2 separate regions of the Arachis hypogaea genome follow, and region 1 is linked to region 2. A link is a contact called in public Hi-C data. All regions are on one chromosome and are shown on one strand. The core of a region is the stretch at or near the end of the contact, and the rest is flanking DNA. Distances in the headings are between cores, read along the strand shown. Region 1 holds the start of LOC112782483. Region 2 holds the start of LOC112783815 (large ribosomal subunit protein P1).

The links. A called contact is a pair of places that touch in the nucleus more often than the background predicts.
Region 1: a Hi-C map of leaf shows a contact between it and region 2, with 2.9 times the contacts expected there. The contact joins the promoter of LOC112782483 here to the promoter of LOC112783815 in region 2. A contact is called at or near these places in 4 of 8 Hi-C or Micro-C datasets (leaf and an unstated tissue).

The regions. Positions count from the first base shown.
Region 1 is chr20:94,007,644-94,010,955 of arahy.Tifrunner.gnm2.J5K5, reverse strand. LOC112782483 reads left to right here and starts at 1,759. Exons shown (of 6, transcript XM_025824880.3): 1 at 1,759-2,960. The coding sequence starts at 2,584.
Region 2 is chr20:93,853,837-93,857,598 of arahy.Tifrunner.gnm2.J5K5, reverse strand. It overlaps LOC112783815 (large ribosomal subunit protein P1), which reads left to right and starts at 2,181. Exons shown (of 3, transcript XM_025826887.2): 1 at 2,181-2,505; 2 at 2,617-2,832; 3 at 3,543-3,762. The coding sequence starts at 2,437. The coding sequence ends at 3,596.

The DNA.
Region 1 (3,312 bases), core at 510-3,009, 150 kb before region 2:
CGACAAAAGGGCGTTTCGACTGCCAATGGTTTCAACTATAGAAGCAGTGTTTCGACTACAGAAGCAAAAACGAGCAAACTGAAGTTAAAGAAAGATGATACAAAAAAATTGAAGTCGAAAAGTAGTTATTGTCTTTCCTTGAGCATCAAGGTTTGCTACTCGATTTTCAAGCTGAATGGAGAACATGAGTGCGAAATTTGAGGACCAAGCTGAAGAAAACTGGGACTTGAAGACCAAGGAAGATGTGGGTGTCAAAACTTGGGGGACAAGATTCTTCATGGTCAAGGCAAGGTCATGGATGAGAAAAAGGAAAAAGTAAAATAGTGGACAACATGCTCCATGGCAAGTCTATTTCCATGGTTTATAAATAATAGAAACTCAGAAGAGATCTAGGACTTCTTCAAAAATACTAAATCATCACAAATAAACCTCTGCCAAAATTCTCAGTCCCAGCAATGCAATGGAAGACTATGGAGCACAAGTGCATGTGAGTGTTGGAAGTCCACTTTTATTTGCTTTTCTTTTATCTTCTTTTTTCTGTTTCTTTTCATTTATTTGTTTTCTTTTCATTATTTGCTTTACGTATTTTAGTTTTTAGTTCTGTTCTTCGAGCATTTTGCTTTCTTTCAATTGCAATTTTTAAGCTTCATCTGTTTTATTACAATTCTTTATTATTTGCCACAATTCAAGCATCTCATACGTTTCGACACAAACACTAAATAATTCCCAAGTCGGGCCTACTCTTTTTCAAAGGAGTCGTATTTGCTCCTCGATACTTGAAATCTTGATACAAGCTTGATTCGACACCCTGTCGAGAAACTTTGTTGAGGTTACCAGAAATCAAGTGAAACACATGCTAATTCGAATTTGCCTATTTAATTTACATGTAAATAGGTAAAATCGAATTATGTTATTTGATTTAAATAAATACGTTTAAAACTGGGTGTATAATTAATTCTAATTTAGAATATCTGTACAATTTTAAACTGCATTTATTTTATTAGTGAATTACTCTTTATTTTATGCATAGTGCCATTAAATGAATAATAATGTTTCTTCTAGTAACTAATAACTTGAAGTAAAAATTGGATAAAAAATTTTAATTTTTTATGATTTTTCAATACTATAAAAACTGTTTTCAAAAAGGGAAATAAGAGAGTGCGATTTCACTTTTTTTTATTGGTTGAGAAAAGAAATTTTAATTTTAATTTTTTATTTTTGTTAAAAAAATTTTATAGTCCGATTTATTGTTAAATGACACTATTTTTTATTTTAGAAAAAATCAGAGAGTCCGAATTCTTGTTTCCTTCATACTCAAGAAATATCCCCCTCTATTATCACACAATTGTATTTCACCAAGTATGCAGTCGTAGTAAAATTAATTTGCGGTAAAAATATGTAAACTTGGAAAGGACTAAACCCTAAGCACACTGGCCGGTGCAGCAACCAGATAGGTGATTATGTTGCAAGATTTGGTACAGTACAATGTACATATTAAAGTTAAAATAGAATAAAACAAATGCAGTGGTCTGTGGTTTGTAAGGACCACATTCAAACAATTCTCTATGAAAAACGTTGTTATGAAGCTTTTTTTATTCAAAATACCATATGGTATATATGATGTTGAAGATGTTATCAATTACATTAATGTAGGGTAAAGTGTTAAACTCGACATAAGAAACGCAAGAAAAACGAGTTTCACAAAACGTGAAGGCCTTGGCGTGTCCATAGACCATAGTAGCCACTTACTATATGATTGCTTAATTTATATAAACCAATGTAGTACTAGTACTTTGATATAGCTTTGTGTTACCTCCATTCATTTTTTTTTTAAATATTTCAATCAATTTTTAAGACCGAACCAACAAACACCGTCAATTGGAAACACGTTAGACTTAGCAAGCTCCAAACCCTCGCTTTCAACGAACAACAATAACATAGTAATAGTAGCTTCCAATTCACACGCATCTTCTTCCTTTTCTCAAATTCCCAATTCCCACCACCATTTTCCCCTTCCTTTTATTTATATTTGGCTTCTTATTTATTCCCCAAAACGCCCATTGGTTCCTCTCTCACACTTATCTCTTTCCTCAATTCTCATCCACCAATAATCCAATCCCAACAAAGAAAACATCTCAAATAACAACAACAACAACAACAAAGAAGAAGATAATAACACACATAAACCACCGCCATTGGTAACGTTTTTACCATCATGCCTCGCCAACACGACGGCGTCGTTGTTGGATGAAAATTGAAACCCAAGACAAGACAACACAACCTCTCTTCTTCTTCTTCTTCTTCTTCTTCTTCTGCTCTTATTTGAACCCTTCATGTCTTAATCACTTTTTTCTTCCAACAACCACCACTACCCCTTAACCTTCATCCTAATCTTTCTCTAATTTTTCGCCAAAGTTGCTTGCTTTTCTGTTTACCGTGTCTGAATTTGTTATACCTTCACCTAAAATCTTCTACAGCTCCTTCTTGTTGCAAACCCCTTTAACCTATCAATAAAAAAAAGGAGGGTATTTCTATCTTTCTTTTTGTTGAATTTTGAAGAAAGAATTGTTTGTTATTGTTGCCATGGCTTTGTCACAATATGTTCATGATATGTTGGAGAACCCTGCAATCTTGGGTGTATGCATAGGTGTAGCAATGTTTCTTGGTCCAATATGGGTAGCATTTCTTTTTGGTGTTCTAATTGGATGGGTATGGAAACCCAATTGGGCGAGCCTAGCGAAAGGAAAATTTATTGGCTCGTCTTCATCATCATCTTCTTCTTCACCTTCCAAGTCTATTTTGTCACCTTTGAAGGCCTATGCTTCTTCTCCAAGCCTTACTTCTATTAAAATGCAGGCTCCAAATCCAGAATCATTAGCTGTTAATAAATCTATGCTTGTGAAAGGGATGGATAAGAAAGGCTCTTCTTCATTGCCAATGAAAATTGATAACACTAGCAGGTATGCTGCATTCATCCGCTCGTTGAATATATTATTTGAAATCGTTTACGTTATTGGAATAGAAACGTTATTCATAACAGGGACAAGAAAATTCAGATGTTGACTTAGATTGTTTTGAAGTTATTTTATGTGACAACTTTGAAGATTGAATCTTCGGTTTTTCTTGGTTGTGTGTGTCAAACCTTTGTCTAAAAACCCGTTAAACTCTGGTGATAAAACGTGGCTTAATTAGTAGTTTTGCGGAGTACTCTTCTTGAAAGAAAGAATTGTAACGAAATATTTAAGCCACTTAATTCTGCATAATCTAACTATAAAAAAGGAGAGCCCGGTGCACAAGCATCCCGCGTTAACA
Region 2 (3,762 bases), core at 932-3,431:
TGGTTAACCAAGCTTTTTAATGAGATTTTAAAGTTTAAGAAGATGCCAGATGAGTGGAGAAAGAACACCTTGGTACCTATCTACAAGAATAAAGGGGATATACAAAGTTGCGAAAATCATAGAGGGATCATGAGCCATACCATGAAGTTATGGAAAGGGTGATAGAACGAAGGCTGAGACATGAGACACAAGTAATTGAGAACCAATTTGGTTTTATGCTAGGAAGATCCATCACTGAAGCGATATACATGTTAAGAAGGATGATGGAGAGGTATCATGGTAATAAAAAGGATCTACATATGGTGTTTATTGATTTGGAAAAAAGCGTACGAAAGAGTGTCAAGGGAGGTTTTATGAAAGGTTTTAGAAAAGAAGAGAGTAAGGATCACATATATGCGTGCAATTAAAGACATGTATGATGGGGTTACAACTAGTGTGAAGACTCAAGGTGGTGTGACAAAGGAATTTCCTATTGGTATAGGATTACACCAGGGATCATCCTTAAATCCATACCTTTTCACATTAGTCTTGGAAGTATTCACAGAGCATATCCAAGAGCCTGTACCATGATGCATGCTTTTTGCCGATGATATCGTCCTTATGGGAGAGTCAACGGAAGACCTAAATAAGAAGTTGGAGTTATAGAGAGAAGCTCTAGAAGTGTATGGTCTGTGCATAAGCCGTAGCAAGACAGAATATATGAAATGTAAGTTTGGCTTACGAAGGTAAAACCCTAATATAGAGGTGAAGATTGGAGATAACATCCTACAAAAAGTTAAGAGTTTTAAGTATCTTAGGTGCATCATACAGGATAATGGAGAGATTGAACAGGATGTAAATCATAGGATCCAAGTACGTTGGTCAAAATGGCGGAGTGCATCTGATTTTATATGTAACAAAAAAGTGCCTTTAAAACTTAAAGGTAAATTCTATCACACCGCTATCAGACTGGTTATACTTTATGGTACAGAGTGTTGGGCGGTCAAAGGGTTGCACGAACATAAGCTAAGTGTAGCAGAGATGAAGATGTGGAGATGGATGAGTGGTCATACGCAATTGGATAGAATAAGGAATGAAGATATAAGAGAGAAGGTTGGAGTAGCATCTATTGTGGAAAAGATGGTAGAATCGCGTCTCAGGTGGTTCGGACATGTAAAAAGAAAACCGACAAAACACCCAGTCAGGAGGGTGGATGAGATTGAAGATGGTCAAGGAGTGAAAGGTAGAGGAAGACCTATAAGACCATCCATGAAGTGGTCAAACGAGATCTACATATAAATGGTCTCTCTATAGATATAATACATGATAGAGTTCAGTGGCGTTGTTTGATTAATGTAACCGGCTCCACCTAATGGAACGAGGCTTTATTGTTGTTGTAATTTAGTATTATTTTATATTTATTGATTTTTTAATTAAATGTCTTTTAACTAAAAATAATATTCAATAAGTATTATAAATTTTAAATCACTCAATATTCGAAAAATATCATTATAAATTATTTTATATTTTTTATCCGTAAAATTATTTATTTATTATCTTATTAGTAACAAAATTAAAAATAATTATGTTTATAAATTTTATTTTAATATAAATATTACTATTATGTAATTTTTATGTTAAATTTGGGTTTCCTTAAATTTTTTTTTTCAAGCTCCCACTGTGGATCACGGAAGCCGTATAAGCTTATATCATTCCCTAGCGTTTGTTTTCAAAGTTCGGACTTCGTCACAATGAAATAGTTGAATCAAGTAAAACATGTGAGTGTTAGCGCAAGACTATAAATTTTTACAGTGCTCTCTTTTTTATCAATTTAATCTCTAAGATCTTAATTACACTACCGTAGTTGTTGAGATTGAACTCCAAGACTAAAATAAAATTGTTGTTATTTCACATTAGTCCAGCATAACAAGAGAGTGTTCATCAGCGTGTTTATTGAGTTGAAAAGGGATTGAGGGATCATGATGTCCTAAGCTCAATTTACGGACTACAACAGTACAATCATCAAATTGGTGAAAGCTATGAATTGGAGGATCACTGGTAAAGATTTGGTCGCTAGTACAAGAGAGATCCTTTTTGTCTGTTTTTGGCTCTGGAACTATTTTGGGCTAAAGCTCTCTGAAGTTTTGGATTGGCATAATTCTCCATGGCCTTAATAAGCCCAACTACGAAATCCAAGTACTGATGACCCATCTGTTAAAAGTACATAGTCCAAACACAGCCCAACCCATAATTTGCTCAAACCACAAAAATAATATAAAAAAAAAGACGAAAAGAAAAAGAAAACCTCAAAAAATAAAAAAAATAGGGAAACCCAATGAACATGAGTATCACTACTATATATAGACCTGCACAGCTGAAGAAGTAAAAACCCTAGCCAACGTTGCAGTTCAGAGCACCAGGCGCATTCCTAGCTTCAAACGATTCACTTGCTCTGCAATGGGTTCCAGCGAGTTGGGCTGCACCTATGCCTCTTTGATTCTCCACGACGAAGAGATCCCAATCACTGTTAGTACTTTCTCTCTATTCTCATTTCAATTCATTCAACCGCATTATGTTTTAGATCTCTCTCTTCTGCGTCTTGTAACAATTTGTTGTCGTTTTTGTGTGTTCGTTCAGGCGGAGAAGATTAACACTTTGTTGAAGGCTGCTAATGTTACAGTTGAGGCATTCTGGCCCAGCCTCTTCGCAAAGCTTGCTCAGAAGAGGAACATCGAGGATCTCGTCTTGAACGCCGGATCTGGTGGCGGTGGTGCCGTCGCCGTCGCAGCTCCTGCTGGCGGTGCCGCCGCCGGTGGTGCTGCTGAAGCCGCACCTGCCAAGGAGGAGAAGAAGGTATTCAATTTGAATACTTTTTTGTCTTGATATAATTTCTAATTGCTAGTTAGGCATATTAAGAAATGGTGATAGCGTATTTTGTTAGGTTTTTAAATTAGTTCTTTCTGTTGTGAAATTTGTCAATATAATGTTATGGATTATAAACAATGATACACTGTTAGAATTTTCAGATTTTGAATATTTTGATTTTAAAAATGATTTAGATATGAAAAAAGTTTTGAAATGAGGATGCTAATGACTGATGTGATGTCATGATTTTTCTAATTGCAATTGATTAAACTTTTATCTTGCAAACTTCAATCAGATTAGGAAATTTAAGGCATTTGTTACTGAATTGTGTTTGCATATTTTTGTAACTTGTGTAATTGATATTTTTGTTTGTTCTATGTGAATCAAGGTTTGAATCGTATGACTAATCTGGTAGCTAAATAATGTTTCTTCTAAAAATTACTTACAGACTTGTATGCTCTTTTCTTCTAAAAAAAGAAATACTTGTATGTTTTCCTATAAAAGGATAAAAAATGCTATATTTGTTGATGCGAATTATCATCACTCAAACTAACCAGTAAAATGACAACCTAGTTAATTGGATTATCAAGTGTAATTACCATTATTTATCAGTTGTGGTTAACCTCACAGCTTTATAAAAGGTTATATTGCATGATTTTTTAGCTTACCCTTTGCACTTGTGAATTTTTCATTTGCAGGAGGAGCCCAAGGAAGAGAGTGACGATGACATGGGCTTCAGTTTGTTTGATTAGTTTTCTTTCTTTTAGTTTGTTATAGCCAAACTAGTATTCCTTCCAAGGAGGGGTCTCGGGAAAACTTTTGCTCTATAGTTTTTTTGTTGAATTGAATTTTAGCCAAACGATATCTCAATTAAGTGTTTAATTTTGTGGTTATTATTTTCTTTTTGAATATTCGTAG